2 separate regions of the Macaca mulatta genome follow, and region 2 is linked to region 1. Evidence: chromatin contacts called from public Hi-C data. All regions are on one chromosome and are shown on one strand. The core of a region is the stretch at or near the end of the contact, and the rest is flanking DNA. Distances in the headings are between cores, read along the strand shown.

Evidence for each region. Hi-C and Micro-C count contacts between places; a contact is called where the count stands out from the background.
Region 2: a contact with region 1 is called in a Hi-C map of CD4 T cells, with 2.2 times the contacts expected there. The contact joins the promoter of GIMAP5 here to the promoter of GIMAP7 in region 1. A contact is called at or near these places in 2 of 14 Hi-C or Micro-C datasets (CD4 T cells and blood).

Annotation. Positions count from the first base shown.
Region 1 is chr3:189,939,962-189,947,437 of T2T-MMU8v2.0, forward strand. GIMAP7 (GTPase, IMAP family member 7) reads left to right here and starts at 4,269. Exons shown (of 3, transcript XM_015135272.3): 1 at 4,269-4,560; 2 at 5,220-5,345. It also overlaps the pseudogene LOC713371.
Region 2 is chr3:190,160,034-190,167,509 of T2T-MMU8v2.0, forward strand. GIMAP5 (GTPase, IMAP family member 5) reads left to right here and starts at 4,161. Exons shown (of 4, transcript XM_077997714.1): 1 at 4,161-4,270; 2 at 4,645-4,850. The coding sequence starts at 4,809.

The DNA.
Region 1 (7,476 bases), core at 3,019-5,518:
TAGCACTGCCACCTTCCACTCTTGCTCCTGCTCCAGCCATATAAGACATGCATACTTCCCCTTTTCCTTCCAACATATTGAAAGTTTCCTGAGGTCTTCCAAGAAGCCATCATGCTTCCTGCACAGCCCATGGAACTGTGAGCCAATTACACCTCTTTTCTTTTTAAATTACCCAGTTGCAGGAATTTCTTTATAGGAGCACAAGAACAGACTAATACAATGACCATCTTAGGAACAGTCATTAAATGGGCACACGGGAAACCTTATCCCCTTACAAATGTCCTTTGAACTAATTATAATATCTTACTGGTTTCCTCATTAATCAATAAGTTAAGTAAAATCTTTTACATGTATGTATTTTAAATTTGCATGAAAATCATGACCTTGCTTTTTTTTTTCTTTTAATTTTACTTTAACAGGAAACACAGAAATATCACAAGCAAAGCCTCAGGGGTGGGACTATGAGACACAGAGAAGATTAACCAACTTGAGGAGGGATCTGCTGCTGTCTGAATGTTTGTGTATCCTCTTCCAAATTAATGTATTGAAGCCTAATCCCCAAGTGATGGTATTAAGAGGTAGGGCCTTTGGAAGGTACTTAGTTCATCATGGTGGAGCCCTCATGAATGGAGTTAGTGCCGTTAGAATAGGCTGGAGAGAGACCCTTCACCCCTTCCACCATGTGGGGACACAGCAAAAAGGCACCATCTATGAATCAGGAAACAGGCCATCACCAGATAACAAACCTGTCAGTACTTTGATCTTGGATTTCTCAGCCTCCAGAACTGTGAGAAACAAATTTCTGTTGCTTATAAATTACTCATTCTACAGTATTTTGCTATAGCAGTCCATACAAACTAAGATGGGATCATTAAAAGCATTTACTGAGTACCTGTGACATTTCAGAAACTGCCTTTATACCTCTGTCTCCTTTAGCCATGTGAAATTGGTATTAACAGGAACTGTGATTGGAATTTTAGGTAAGCAGAGCTCCACTGAAACATTGTGTTAAATTGCCTCTCAAGGAGAGGAATAGAGGAAGATTTGGCCCAGAAAGAAAGATTGAAACACTGCAACAATAGCTGAATTCCAGGCTTAGCAATAAGGATGCTAAATCTTATGCAGTAAGAGCTTTCCAACTACCATGACATGGACTGTCTGCGTAGGCTTCACCAATTCATTGCAACGGGGACTGGAAAGGGAGAGATCTAGAGTGTTTCACTCTTAAAATGCGTACACTGTCCTTTTTTTTAACAACCAATTTTCTATCACAATTTAGAATTGTATCCACTAAAAGAAATGTTCAAGATCTAACCCCTAGTACCCTAATACTTGAGAATGTGACCTTATTTGGAAACAGTCTTTGTGATGTAATCAAGTTAAGATGAGGTTTTGGGGCAAGCTCTTCTAATGCAATGACTTTTATCCTCAGAAAATGAGTGAAATTTGAATAGGCACATGGGGAGAAAACCATGTAGCTGCGGAGGCAGAGATTGAAGGGACACATCTACAAGTCAAAGAGTAGCAAGGATTGCCAGAAACCACTAGAAGCCAGAAAGAGGCAAGGAAGGATCCTCCCCTAGAGTCTTCAGAGAGAGTGTGGCCTTGTTGACACCTTGTGGCCTCAAGAACTGTGAGACAATAATTTTTTCTTGTTTTAAGCTACCCAGTTTGTGGTAATTTTTTACAGCAGTCCTGGAAACTAATACAAACTTGATATTGGGAGGTACCAGTGACTGTTGCTTTATATAGCAAAAGAGTCTTTGTAGATGTGTAGATGTGATTAAATTAAGGCTTTCACAGTGAGGAGACTGGATTATCTAGATGAGTTTAAATCTGAACACAAAGATCTTTCTAAGAGGGAAACAAGAAAGTCAAAGAAGGAAGGCAATGTGAAGATGGCAGCAGAGATTGGTGCTATGCAGCCACAAGCCAAAGAACACTAGTAGCATAGAGATGCTGGAAGAGGCCAGGAACAGATTCCCCCATGGAGCCTCTAGAAGATGCCCTGCTAATTAACTTGATTTTATCCCCATAATGCTCATTTTGGACTTCTGACTTCCAGAACTGTAAGAGGAAAATTTTATGTTGTTTTATGCCACAACATTTTTGGTAATTTGTCATGATAGCAATAGCAAGCTGATACTCGAAGGTTACATAGTTAATTTGTGTAAGAGCTAGAACAGTACTATACCTTTCATCTCCTGTTATTATTTCTGCACTATCTTAATAAGTTAAGCTTTGCATTTATCTAGCATTGTGGCAGCAGAAAAAAAGCCCCGAGTTTTGTGCACACACACATATACACATACACACAAAATCAAAAACATAATATTCCTTTTTTATTTTTATTTTTAAACACAGTATTCTTTTTTATATATTTCAAGTGAATCATTTAATGTGAGTGAGGCCGAGTTAGATGTTACCATAAGTATTAACAGAAGAAAAAGGGAAAGTAAGGACATTTTCCCTCTACCATGAAAGGGTCTGATGCAAGATAAACTAGCCTGTTGGTTTAACAATAGCTCATTAAAAAGGCCAGAGAATCTGGGAGAAGATGTATTTGGAAGCACTATCCTCTGAAGGACCATTCCCAAGAGGACAGCAAAATACTGAAAAAATTAACTGACTCAAAAATTATATTGAGAGATCAAGAGAGTTAGTCACAGCTTAGAATAATTTCCAGAATAAATAACACTAGCTAGATTAGTAGTTCTGATGTTTCCTTGGAGTTGTCATAGCACTCTGTGTGAACCGAAGGGACTACAAACTGATGCCCCTTTGAACAGAGTGATTTTAAAATAATAGCTTCTCCAGTGCGCCAACTGTGTTTTCAAGTATAATTCTGGTATTTGTACCTAGCAATACAGAAGAAAAAGCAGCAAGGAGAAAGTGTCAAGTATATAGGACATAAAATGATTTGGCAGCCCTAGAATTCCCAATATGAGTCTTTTTCATCAGGAAAATCACAATCTGGCTCAGTCCAGGGTAACACTGGAGGCAATGACACTGATGGCTTGTTATAAGCAGGAGGCAACAGTGAAAGTATTGAATCCTGGCTATCTTCTTTCATCTGTTTGAAGAAAACATGGGACTATAAACTGCTTGCTGATGGCCTTTTCTCCAGATCTTGTTGCAAACACAGTGGTAAAAAGCTAAATAAGGCAGGAGAGACGGTTTTTGAGGATGGTGTGTGTAATCGGTCACTATTTACTGTGTGAGTTCCACTGGAGATAAGCACACTTGCTCCAATCCCAGAGTCTACACCTGACCGGGAATCTTTCATTTTGGATTCTGATTGTGGGAAAATACTGATATCCAATGGGCTATAAGGGGGAACTTTCAGTTTCTGTAACAGCATCTGAGTTCTCTTCATATCCTGGAAAGGCACCTGCGTACTGGCTAATTCACATGTTGTAATCCCAACACTGTAAATATCTGACTTCACATTATACCCATGTAAATCCTGTCTCAGTAGTTCTGGACTCAGCCATGGTTGCACTGATGTGCTGAACTGTGGGAAATCATACACAGCCCTATGGCTCTGTCCATGCTTAACCAAACTATGCAGATGAGACAGGCCAGAGAGGGTCACGAGGCCATCATCAGAAATGAGGATATGGCTGGCTTTACTACTCCTATGAATACAGCCATATTGGTGCAGATAGTTCAGTCCTCTCACTGCTCCAAAGAGAATGTTTCTTATTAAAGTTTTACCCATTCCTTCAGGAAAATAGGCCCTCAAGAGTTGACTTGCTGAACCATAGGCCATAAATGGAGAAATAACTCAAAGCCAGCTGTCAACACTGAAAACTGTCCAATAAGTTGTAATATTGGGATGCCAGAAAAAGTGGGATAGAATCATGGCTTTCTGTAAAACTTTCGACATTCTTCATTGCAGTTTTCCAGATTTGTAACTTTTATAGTTACCAGTGTTCCTGTAGGAGTATGCCGTGCAAGATGGACAGAAGTCAAGTTGTCAAATCCTCTTCCTATTTCTACTTGGAGCTCATAGTGAGAAATGTTGATGGAACATACTACTTCACTGGCTCTAGTGGATGGACCCGACCAGGAAAGGGTTGGCTCATCGACCAAGTATTGATGGATGCTGGTTTCAGGTTTGTGTTTTGGGTTTGAGTGATCCAACTTGTGTTCTTGAAGTGCAGAAACAATCCAAAGGAGACACCAAATCGCTTTAGTTCACAGAAAGTGACAAAAATCCAAATATTCAAAAGAAGGCTTTTGTTTCATCTTCCTTTCAAGATGCAGATACATCATACCTAGCGGCGACCACGGCCAGCGACTCCCTTCAGGCTGCCAGTGGTGCGGACCTGGGCAGGTGCCGGAGCCCGGATCATGGAGGGGCAAGGCGAGTGCTCTAGGCCCGCTCCTGGCATGGGGTGCTGGAGGGTGGCAAGGCCGCGACAGGGGCTATGGGCTTGGAACTCTAAACATAGTATTCTTATGGAGCCAACCGGAATATCTGGTCAACTGCGAGAGCTTTGGGAGCATGCCTCTCACCTCAAGAAACCTCCAGAGCAGATTGGAACCATCCACTGGGTAAATTTGGGAAAATCTATCTCTGCCTGAGACTGGAGTAGGAAGATGTGGGGTAGAGAGGAAGGTGGGGAAGGGATGTAGGATCTATTCCATGGGTGCATCTTTACTTGTTAGGTCATGCGTATTTTCAAACTTGGAAGAATTATATGAAAAGCAACTAGAGAAACTATGTGGTCAAGGGCAGATTATTTTTCCAGGCCTCACCTTCCTTTTTTTCCATGGTTCCTAATGATTTAGACTCTGCCTTTGAGCCTCAGTGCTGTTAACTTTTGAATGAGTAACTTGAGGCCTTCCTGAAAGACTACAATTAAAAACCCATATTACACAATCAGTAAGAACCCCCAGCTCTACGCTTGGAAACAGCAAGGTATATGCCTGTCTCCCTTCTTCCCCAAATCACCCCTCAGCCTCCCACTCCACCCAGGGAAGAGAATCAGATCCTGTGCCTTGTTTTCTAGGCAATATTTGGGTCGTTTAATAAGGCTTTTTTGCACCCATCACTATAACCTGAAGCAAAAATTGTAGCTTTGGAAATGGTGTTTACAGCAGGCCCATGGGCAAAAGGTTTCAACCAGCAAAATTGAAGCAATCACCAGATTATGGATCAGTATTTCTGTTTCTTTAAAGACAAACTTTTTTTTTTTTGTGGCTCCACCCAGTCTGAGCTTCCTGACTTAGAGGCTTTGGTGGGGGTGCAGGCACTTCTGCCTCATAGTCAAAGCAAAAGCAACAGCTCAAGCAGCCTCCTTGGAGAAAATCTGAAAATTCAACTTGTTCAAGAGAAGGTGAGCCTGGCTGAGAAGAGGGCCGGGGGTATCAGGCTGTGAAGGGCAGTGAGGACAGGATGTGTGGGTGGAGTGGACTCTGCCCTTAGGAGGGACAAGGCACTGTGCCAGCAGCACTGCAGAGAAGGGACTGTGGGAGGGGTGAGTAGGAAGGGGAGTGAGGAGATTTATTTGCACTTGAAAACTCAACTTGTTCAAGAGAAGATGAGCCTGGCTGAGAAGAGGGCTTGGTGCTATTGGGCTGTGAAGGGCAGTGAAGACAGGGTGTGTGGGTGGAGTGGACTCTGCCCTGAGGAGGGACAGGGCACTGTGCTAGCAGCACTGCATAGAAGGTGTTGTGGGAGGGGTGAGAAGGAAGGGCAGTGAGGAGATGTGTTTGCTGAGTCTATGCATCTCATATGTAACAGAACATGCGTGGCTGCATAGTGCACCCTCCACTCACTGGCTGTTGTGATAGACACAGAGTATTGCCTGATAACCTGCATAAGAAATTAAGGGCTCCTAAGGCAGATTCGTAGAGGTGACAGGCAATTTAGGGTCCACCTGTCTAAGTCCCTCTTCTTACTGAAAAAGAATCAGAATCCCAATTCAAGGGGTACCCAGAATCCTAACCCAGAATCCCAAATCCAAGGGGTACCCAGATCACTCATGGCAGAGGAACACTAGAATTCAGCCTGCTGAGTTTTTCCAGCATTAAGCAGAGACAAGCTGTGTCCCTAACAGTATAACTTGTGGGGCTGCTCCGCCATTCAATACAAAAAGAGTTGCTATAAAAGACCTTTATAGAAATCACTCTATGAAAGCCTAAGGACAACCCTGCAAGATTGGTTTTATTTTCCCTTTTTATAGCGGAGGGAACTAAATCTCAAGGAGCTTATGAAATTTTCTAGAACTGTTGGGTCTGGCCACAGTTTAGAACTGTCCACCTCTGTTGTAAATGCTTTTGTCACTTCTCAGCCTGTCTCTTAGCTGGAGGTCCTCTGGATCTCCAAGAACCACTTGAGAAAGTTTTAAAGTGATTTTTCTGACTGTCTCTCTCACGTTTGGCTTCTCAATATGGGAGAGATGGAAAAGTCCATGAGAAATGCAGAGCCCTCCTCACGGTTCCCTTATCACAGGCTGGCTCCCAGCTCACTTTTTTGCAGAAAGTGTGGATCATCTCCTTTGCCCTCCACTGATCTATCTCTGATGCCATGTCAATGAAAATTTAGAATCATGGCCTGAGAGTAACCAAGAACAGGCGGTAGAGTGCAAGGTTAAGAGTGAGCATGGTAGAGTCAGACAGACTTTGAATCGAATGTCTTCTCTGCTCAATACCTATTAGCACAGTGACCAGAGGCATGTTTCCCAGAATTTTTGAGCCACACCAGCTTCCTCATTTAAAAAATTAGAATAATAAAATTAGTTTCACTGTAGAGTATTTTTGAAGAGTAAACGAAATATACAAAACATGTTTTATCAGGGTGTTCTGATATGCATTATATACTCGATAGTGGTTACACTATACATGGGTTCATTTTTTTATTTGAGGAAAATTTATACTTATTCAAAGGTAAAAATAATATAAGGAACTTCCTTGTACCTATACTACAATCTAACAGTTGTCAATTTATGCCAGTCTTGTTCAACTATCTGCTCCTATTCTCAACTCTATCACAGATTATTTTGAAGCAAATGTCAGACATTACATCATTTTATCAGTAAATATTTGCATATGTGTCTCTGAAAGATAAAGAGCATTTAAAAGCATTTCCACAATTTCATAAACAGGCTTCAAAAGACAATTATAAATTTTAATACTACCAGTTGTATTCAGATTTCCCTGAAGATCTCATAATTTTTAAAATCATTTGAGGTAGGATCTAAGTAAAATTCATACATTACAATTGTTTGACATCTCTTAAGTTTCACTTAATGTTGTGTTAAATTTCTTTGTTTAAGGAAGGGAAGGTCTTTTGTCCAACAGAACTGGACAGTATTCATACTGCTGAATGCATCCTAACAATGTCATTTAACATTCACTTCTAGCTCTAGTGTTTTCTGTGAATTTATATTAATGGGGAGGTTGGATCAGATTAAAGTTTGACTTTGTTTTTTTAGTGGGAATACTTCATAGATGCTATCCTAAACT
Region 2 (7,476 bases), core at 2,911-5,410, 220 kb after region 1:
TCAAGGGCCAAGAATTTCCGATGTAATGACTCAAAAGGAAATCAGCCTGGTGAGGGTATACCTCAGCAAGCTCAGAAACATTCGTGATAGGAAGGTATCAGCTTGTGGATCCCAAGACGCTCACCGGAGACATTCAGTTGCAGGTGATAATGTCAGGGTAGGGGAGGGTCTCATTAGGCTTTCAGGAAAGTCCACCCCACTCCAGATGCAACAGGAGCAGTCCTCCAAGGTGCCAGCCAGGAAATCTCCAGGGACCTTGTCATCCCATCTGGACCTCATCTAACCCATCCAATAAACAACTAGAGGAGAGCATCAGGGCATGCACTCAGTCCCTGCTGTTCCCTCTTGGCCTTTTGGGCTAACTAAATGGGTGAAGAGTCTACTCTAAATGCAATGCTACAGAATTAGACAACCAGACATCAGCTACCCAGACAACTCCAGAGGTCATGATAAAAAGCTCTTACACCTGCTCTAGGTGCTGTCCTGCCCTGACACCTACATACTCTCTGCTTCCTTTAAAATAACCACTTCAAAGGGCCCCTTCCTCACCTCCTGTCAACCTTGATCACATGTCCAAGTTCTACTCCACACTTCAGGGCTTTCTCCTTCGAGTTGGTCCGTTTTGACCTCCTTTCTTCCCCAAATCCTGCTTAATACATTGTCTAAAACTGTGCTTTCATGTATTTTTTACCATGACCCTCAATTTTTTACTGCTTCCCAGAACTTACATACACTTACATTTTGTGTGATTAATTTTGATAGTTTCTCTTCTGCTCTATTTCATTTTTTAATGCTCTATAATGGGGTGTATGAAATACACTTGTCCAAAACATTCATTTAGGACCCTTACTCATTGTCTTTCATTCGCGTAAGTCTTGTCTCTGTAATAAGATTTCAGATTCCTTAAGAGGGTAGCTTTTTGTCTGCTTCCCATGGGTGCTGTCTGGACTTACCACCCATTGGGTCTAGTGTGCAAAGGCTCAGGAGAATAGGGTAAATTTGCTTTAAATATGCAATATTTAGATACTTAGAGTGTACTTCATGGCAACATTAATCCTTCCTCCATGTTGTGTGTCAACTGTGGGCTCAAATAGCTGCCCCTTTTATTGACCTGGATGTTTCTGAATCCTCAACTCTACCTCCTGGACTCACCCCTAGATGATTTCTGCCCCCCGCCCCCCACCCGCATGAAGCCTCTTCAGCAGGTGTGGTCTCTGTAGAACACCCTGATCCAGGAGGCTCCTTTTCTCACCTCCAATTAGGTGCCCCTGACCTGGCCCCTCTCAGTTCTGAAAAGAGTAGCTATGACCTTGTCCAGAAACAAAGGAAATGATAATGTTGATAATACAGAAATGCCTGCATTTTAATACTTTTTTTCAGCAACTTTTACCTGCTCTTTGATTTTCATAAGAACACAATGTTCTAAAAAAGTTCCAAGAAAGAACTTTTTTTAGAGTGACTACAGACAAGGAAGAGAAATCACACTTCAGCATTTGGCTTCAGCCCCTCCCAACTCTGGCTTGGGGTTTCATTTCCACATTTCCTACTAGTCATGTTCATGGGAGACCTTCGTGGAATAGGGTGAGATGATGGATGAAGAGACAGAGGCAAGACGGTGAAAGAGAGCAAGCATGACTAAGTGTTAGGAGACCATGTGGTGACCAACAGGCTCAATTTGACTGGGACTAAGGGGTTTCCCAGGATGTGGGCCTTGTAGTACTAAATCCAGTCAAATTCAGGGCCAGTTGGCCGGTTGGTCACCTAGGACCTCAGCCCAGAGAAAGTGGTAAATGTCGCACCACCTCTTTCCCTTATTCTTCCTTCCTTCTTCATCAGAAGGCAATAATTGTCTATCTTCCATTTGAAACAGAAGGTCCAAGGCGTGAACCCTGAGGTCCTTGAATCACTCCAAGTTGATAGGGAAGGTGGCTGCCCAAAATGTCTCTGAGATGGAGCTTTGGCATCTCCTTAGCTTAATAAAGCTGATTCTCAGGGCAGCCTACAGGTATCTACCCTGAGATGGCTACTGCGCTCAGAACTCCAGAAACTTCATCACATAACTAGAGCGCATGAGTTGCAACTCAGCGTGCCCAGTTCTGTGCACCAGGGAGCATCGCAGAGCGAGAACAGGGATAGCAGAGGTGGCTGGGGATGGATAGAGACCTGCTTTCAGCAATGATTCATCACGTTTTGTACTATGTCAGGTTTGGTAGATAACTGTCTCTGTCCAGGCTGAAAAGGCATTGAATTTGGTGTTGAACAGAAGGATAAGGAAAATGGACACTTCCTAGGTGTCCCAGGTTTCCTGGGGGTTTGTTTGTTTGTTTGTTTGTTTGTTTGTTTTGCAAATCTGAACAGAGGAATAGAGAGGGTGTGGGAAAAGGCACAAAGAGTCTAGTTTTGGAAATACTTTCATATCTGGATATATATGAATTTCTACAGTCCTGCTTTCTAAAAGTAGCTACCTAAGATTATTCTGCTAGCACTAAATGTAACTACAAAGGGGGACATGAGGGAAGAGTTAGAGCATTTAAGTCATATGTTTTACTCATTTATTCGGTAAGTATTTTTGAGCACTTTTTAGGGCTAAGTTCTAGCAAGATCCTGACCTGAAGACAGTCCCTGGCCTCTATAAAGCCCACGATCTCATCCAGAAAACTGATAGAGACCAGTTAACACATTTCATCACTGACTCTCTGAGGTCTCTTTGAGCCATAAGAGGAGCCTGGGAACTACTAGAGAAAAAAAAGATAAGACTTAGAGACCAGAACTCAAAGCAGAAAATCAGTCCTTAGCCGGGGTGCCAGAGCACCCAGTTAAGTGGATAAATATAATGTTTGCGAATAGTCCAAACCACAAGGAAAGAAGAGAGGGAGTTTGAAGATGTCACTAGAATGAAGTGAATTTGCTACATTGATAAGAATGGTTAGCATCCGTGCCCCTCAGTGTCTATAAGATTTTGATGTGAACTCTGTCCATCAAATTTTTTAGGGATTCCAGGCAGTTGCTGGGGGAGTACCTGGTCCCTATCTAATAAGGGTGAAATCCTGGTCAGATTACAGCCCACTTCCTGCCCTGCTCTGCTCAATTCACACAAATTATGAGTGCTGACTAGCTTGAAAGTCCTTGAAGAATTTAAAAGTGTAAGGACCAATAAAAGTCAAATATAAGGAAAAAATGTTAATTCTCTTTTCTGGGGAAAAAAACAAAGTGGAAAAGAATTACCCCTCCCTTCTTAGAGTATTTTATTTAGAAAGCTTGTAAGTGTGAATTCTTTCTCCACCCTTTGTAATGCAATCTTTTTAAAAGCTGTTTGACAGCCCAGGACTGTCTTTAGAGCACCTGGAAGCCATCCCTTTGAAACGCAAACATCAGGGAAGGTAGCGTCCCCACCTCCCAGTCTCCGTGGGAAAGCAGGGGCCTAATTTAGGAGCCTAACTTAACTTCGGTAGGAGCCTGACATCTGCCAGCACCTTCCTGAGTTGCAAATCTTCCTCTTGCCATAGAGGATGTGAGAAGTTTCCTTTTCCTCTGGAAAAAGACAATTAGCTAACACAGATGATTACTGAGTGAGTTTAGGATGAACTATGTATGACAAAGGGTACTGTCAAGTCCTCTTACTTGAGTACTAGCTACGGTTTAGCTTGAGAACACGTGTGTAATGGGTGGCACCTGCCTGGCTATATGACCAGGTGACATCCCTCTCCGTCTTTGCAATCTCTTCCTGGATTGTCTGGGATCCAGATCACATTCTGGTTCAATGCACGTTCAATAAAATTGTTTTCTTTCTCTTCTGCCTCTGTGGAGAGGTTTTCTAGGCTGGCAGGGGATTGTTTAAAATTGTTTTACCCATCAAGTCTTAGACAATTGTTATGATATGACTGTAAGCTCCACTTCAAATGTCAACAACGAGGGATGTGGGGATTCTCTTGGCCCTGATGGCCCTCTGCCTACGTCCCATTGTGTTCTCCATCTCATAATTGCTTTATGTCCACTGCTCTAATCTTAAATGGCAATCAGCTTTATGTCCACTGCTTTCCCAATCAGTTAAAAAATAGAGGTTCTATCACCCTGCTTTCAACCCTTACCAGATAAACTGACACGTGGACTCCACAATGTCCCCACAGGGAGGGCTCCATCACGTGGAAGACAGCTTGCCAGGGTAACTCACAAGCCAAGAGTCAAACCCTGTGAGGGCTTGTTCTGGTCCTCTGTGGACCAGAGTGCCTTTCTGATCCTGGTTAGCAGAAGCTTTCCAGAAGCAGAGCCTGTGAGAAGGGGCCCAAGAGTGCTGGGAGGAGCAGGTGCCCCAGTGATGGGTGCTGAGGGCAGCAGCTGCTGCCCAGGACTTTCCAGTCACCAGGGGCCTTTTCTGAACTTGGAAGTGGGAGAGTCTATAATTCCCTTCATATCTCCTTCTTCCAAACACTGCTTGCTTGAAACAGTCAAAAATAAAAAGGAAATAGCACGGGGCACACTGTCCCAGGGCAGGCTCATGACAGGAAGTGGCCCATTAAGGAGGCAGCACATTCGGCTGGTTTTCAGGGGCTTGTTCCCAATCAGTTTCCAGCCAATACCAGGGTGTCCTAGTCCACATGGGTGTGGGGGGCACACTCCATAATCTCTACTCTTCTTTTTTTGCAGCTGAGTCATGGAGCTTTCAGCCCCTGCACGTGGCTCCTCCTTAACTGCATCTGCTCAGCCTCCCTCAGCCCTGCGAATAGCCTCCCCACACACAGACCACAGAGCAGGGCTCTCTCTGCTGTCACTTCACCTTCCTGAGAGAGGACCAGCCGGCCAGAGCCTACATGACCGCCACCCTGGAGGACAGGGCACAACAGCCGTTTCTGGTAAGGAGAACTGGGTTTATGCTCACAGAGACTTGGGGAATCAGAAGGATCACAGTTTGGTCACAGCTGTTCATTTCTGACGTGACCTTGCACAGATCCCCTCACTTCTGGGTTCCCTGGTCAGTAAAACGGGGCAATGGTGGTGAGTGTTGTGGGCATCAGCAGGTGCGCAGCTGGTGGAGCACAGCCTAAAGAATCTGCGCCTCCACTCACAGCCCAGTCCCAGGCAGCGGGCTTTGCTGCCCCATTGCCCATTACTTAGCCAAGTCGATCTCCATGAAACTCTCAGGGAGTAAGGCTGAACTGATCCTCTCCCAGTGGGACAGATGGGGAAACTGAAGCTCCCAGAGGGTAACAGGCTTTCCCCATCTCCCCTAGCATGCTGGGGCATTCTTCTCAAATTTACCCTCCTAATTTCTCCTGTCCCAGACCAGCCAGACACGCACTATGTCTCAGACAAGCCTGGGAGCTGAGGATGGATTCTTAGGGCTCCCCAGGGCAAGTGTAGGATATTTTCCCACCCCAGGAACCTCATGTTCCAAACAAGACCCCTGAGTGGACCTTTTCTTGTGACTTTCAACTTCGGAAAACTACCCCATGCTCCCCTAGATTTCCCACATTTCTCCTGTGACACCCTGCAGGATGCACTGTAGGGAAACAGGCTCATGTTTGGGGCACCTGTGAACAATCCCTTTGTCAGCCAAACTTTATGTGAGAGACGTGCCGTGGAACCACAGTGACCAAACCGCAAAACACATCATTCCAATACCTGGAAATATATGGGCTGGGGCAGACGGGTGAAGGAAATACTTATGAACAAAGAAGACAAGAAGTGGTTTGATCTTTTCTAAAATAGTATGGACGAGGCTGCTTTCTTGTGATTTGCTAAAATAAGCTCTTCTCTTAGTAAAATCAGGTTCATGCAATTTTCAAATCAGAACATGCATTTTGTTCATTTGCTTCACCCTTTTCCCTGAGCCGGACCCTCCTACCGGCTTGCCAGAGGCTGCTACTTTCTTGCTTGCACACTGCCTTCCAATCTCTCGTGACCTTTGGTCTCATTTGTGGGACTATTGGTAAAATTTTTCCTTTGGAGAAGACATCTGCCTTCATTCTCAATTCCCCCACTTTTGTCTGCCCTGTAGACCAACACGTATCACTTTCCTTCAAGCCTACGATGTGTCCACCATGCTTTATTCAGTTATTTTATAATCTTCTCCATGACTCATTTTAGCATTGCCATCAGTATCCTTTCTGACTCACCTGTGAACACTTTGTTATTTGTTAATATCTGACAAAAATATATATTCCTCAATGCAGGCTGGTCCACTCAGAGAGAGTGGATTGGGAGAGCTATTGTTGCTGCTCATTGCCTGACATAACAGAGTTTGACTGGCTTTTGTGACAGGCAATTGGCTGTTTTAAAAGGAAAGACCCCGATTCAGAGAAATTCCTGCCACCAACAATTTTATTTTTGAATAACCTTTTATAAGAAATACACTCAAGATTTTGCAATAAAATTCTGTGTGTTGGTTTTAGGGTAGGCTTCTAGCTGTCCAATTAGTTTGTCTCCTGACCAGTGAGTGGCAGCATTGTACACATGTTCCAAGAGGTTTGTTGACTTTTTTGGAATAGTCTCTTTTTCCGCCTATGGAATCAAGGACAATACACAGGCAAAAGGAGCCATTTCCTGATGCTAGCTCCATTGTAAATATGTGACCTTTGGCAGGTCATTTAATGCTCAGTTTCCTTGCATTTTAATAGAAATTTTAAGACCAGTCTTGATCACATCACAGGGAATTTGAGAGAGCAATTAAAATAAGAAGGATGAAATAAATTTGAAAATTATAAACGTCTGCATAGAGGTTTATTACAATTACGATGTTCATAATCAACATCATTACCACTGTCCTCTTGACCCTTACCACATCATTTTGTTGATTCCAAACCTCAGGAAACGTCATTTAAAGTAGAGAGGATGTCAGGGAACTGGTGCTGCTTTAGCAAAAGCCAGAAGCATAATTTACCAGAGACAAGAAAGGGTGTAGGAGAGAGAATACTCTTCTCTGGGCTTAAGAAAAAGAAAGAAAGGAGGGAGGGGAGGGGGAAGAGAAAAGGAGGAAGAAGAGAAAGAAGGGAAAGGGAGGGAGGCAGGAAACTGTCTTAATACATTCTGATAATACAAAAATTGATTGATTGACCTAAAGGCCAAGAAGATCCACTGAATGAATAGAAAAATGTGGAAAAGATAGAAATCACAGAAGTTATTAAAAATGGAAGTTTATAAATAACCAAAATAGCAAACCATGAAAACTGTTTTTAATTTAATGATAATCAGTAAAATATAAGTTTAAGTCAATTAAGACATCCTTATTTATGCCCATAAGGATGACAGGAAATTAAAAGTGTAATATTACCAAGTGCCTGTCAAGATCTGGGGACTTCTTATAAATGGGTGGTGCAAATAGGAGTTAGCACGACTCCCTGGGAGTCATATTTGGCAATATCCAGTCAGGTGGAAGATATACATCCCCAATGCTGTTACGCAGTGCTGGAAACCCAGAGCAGGAATGAGTTGTTCTTGAATTTGGCCTGAAGTTGATTATTTCTCTTCAATCACCTCACT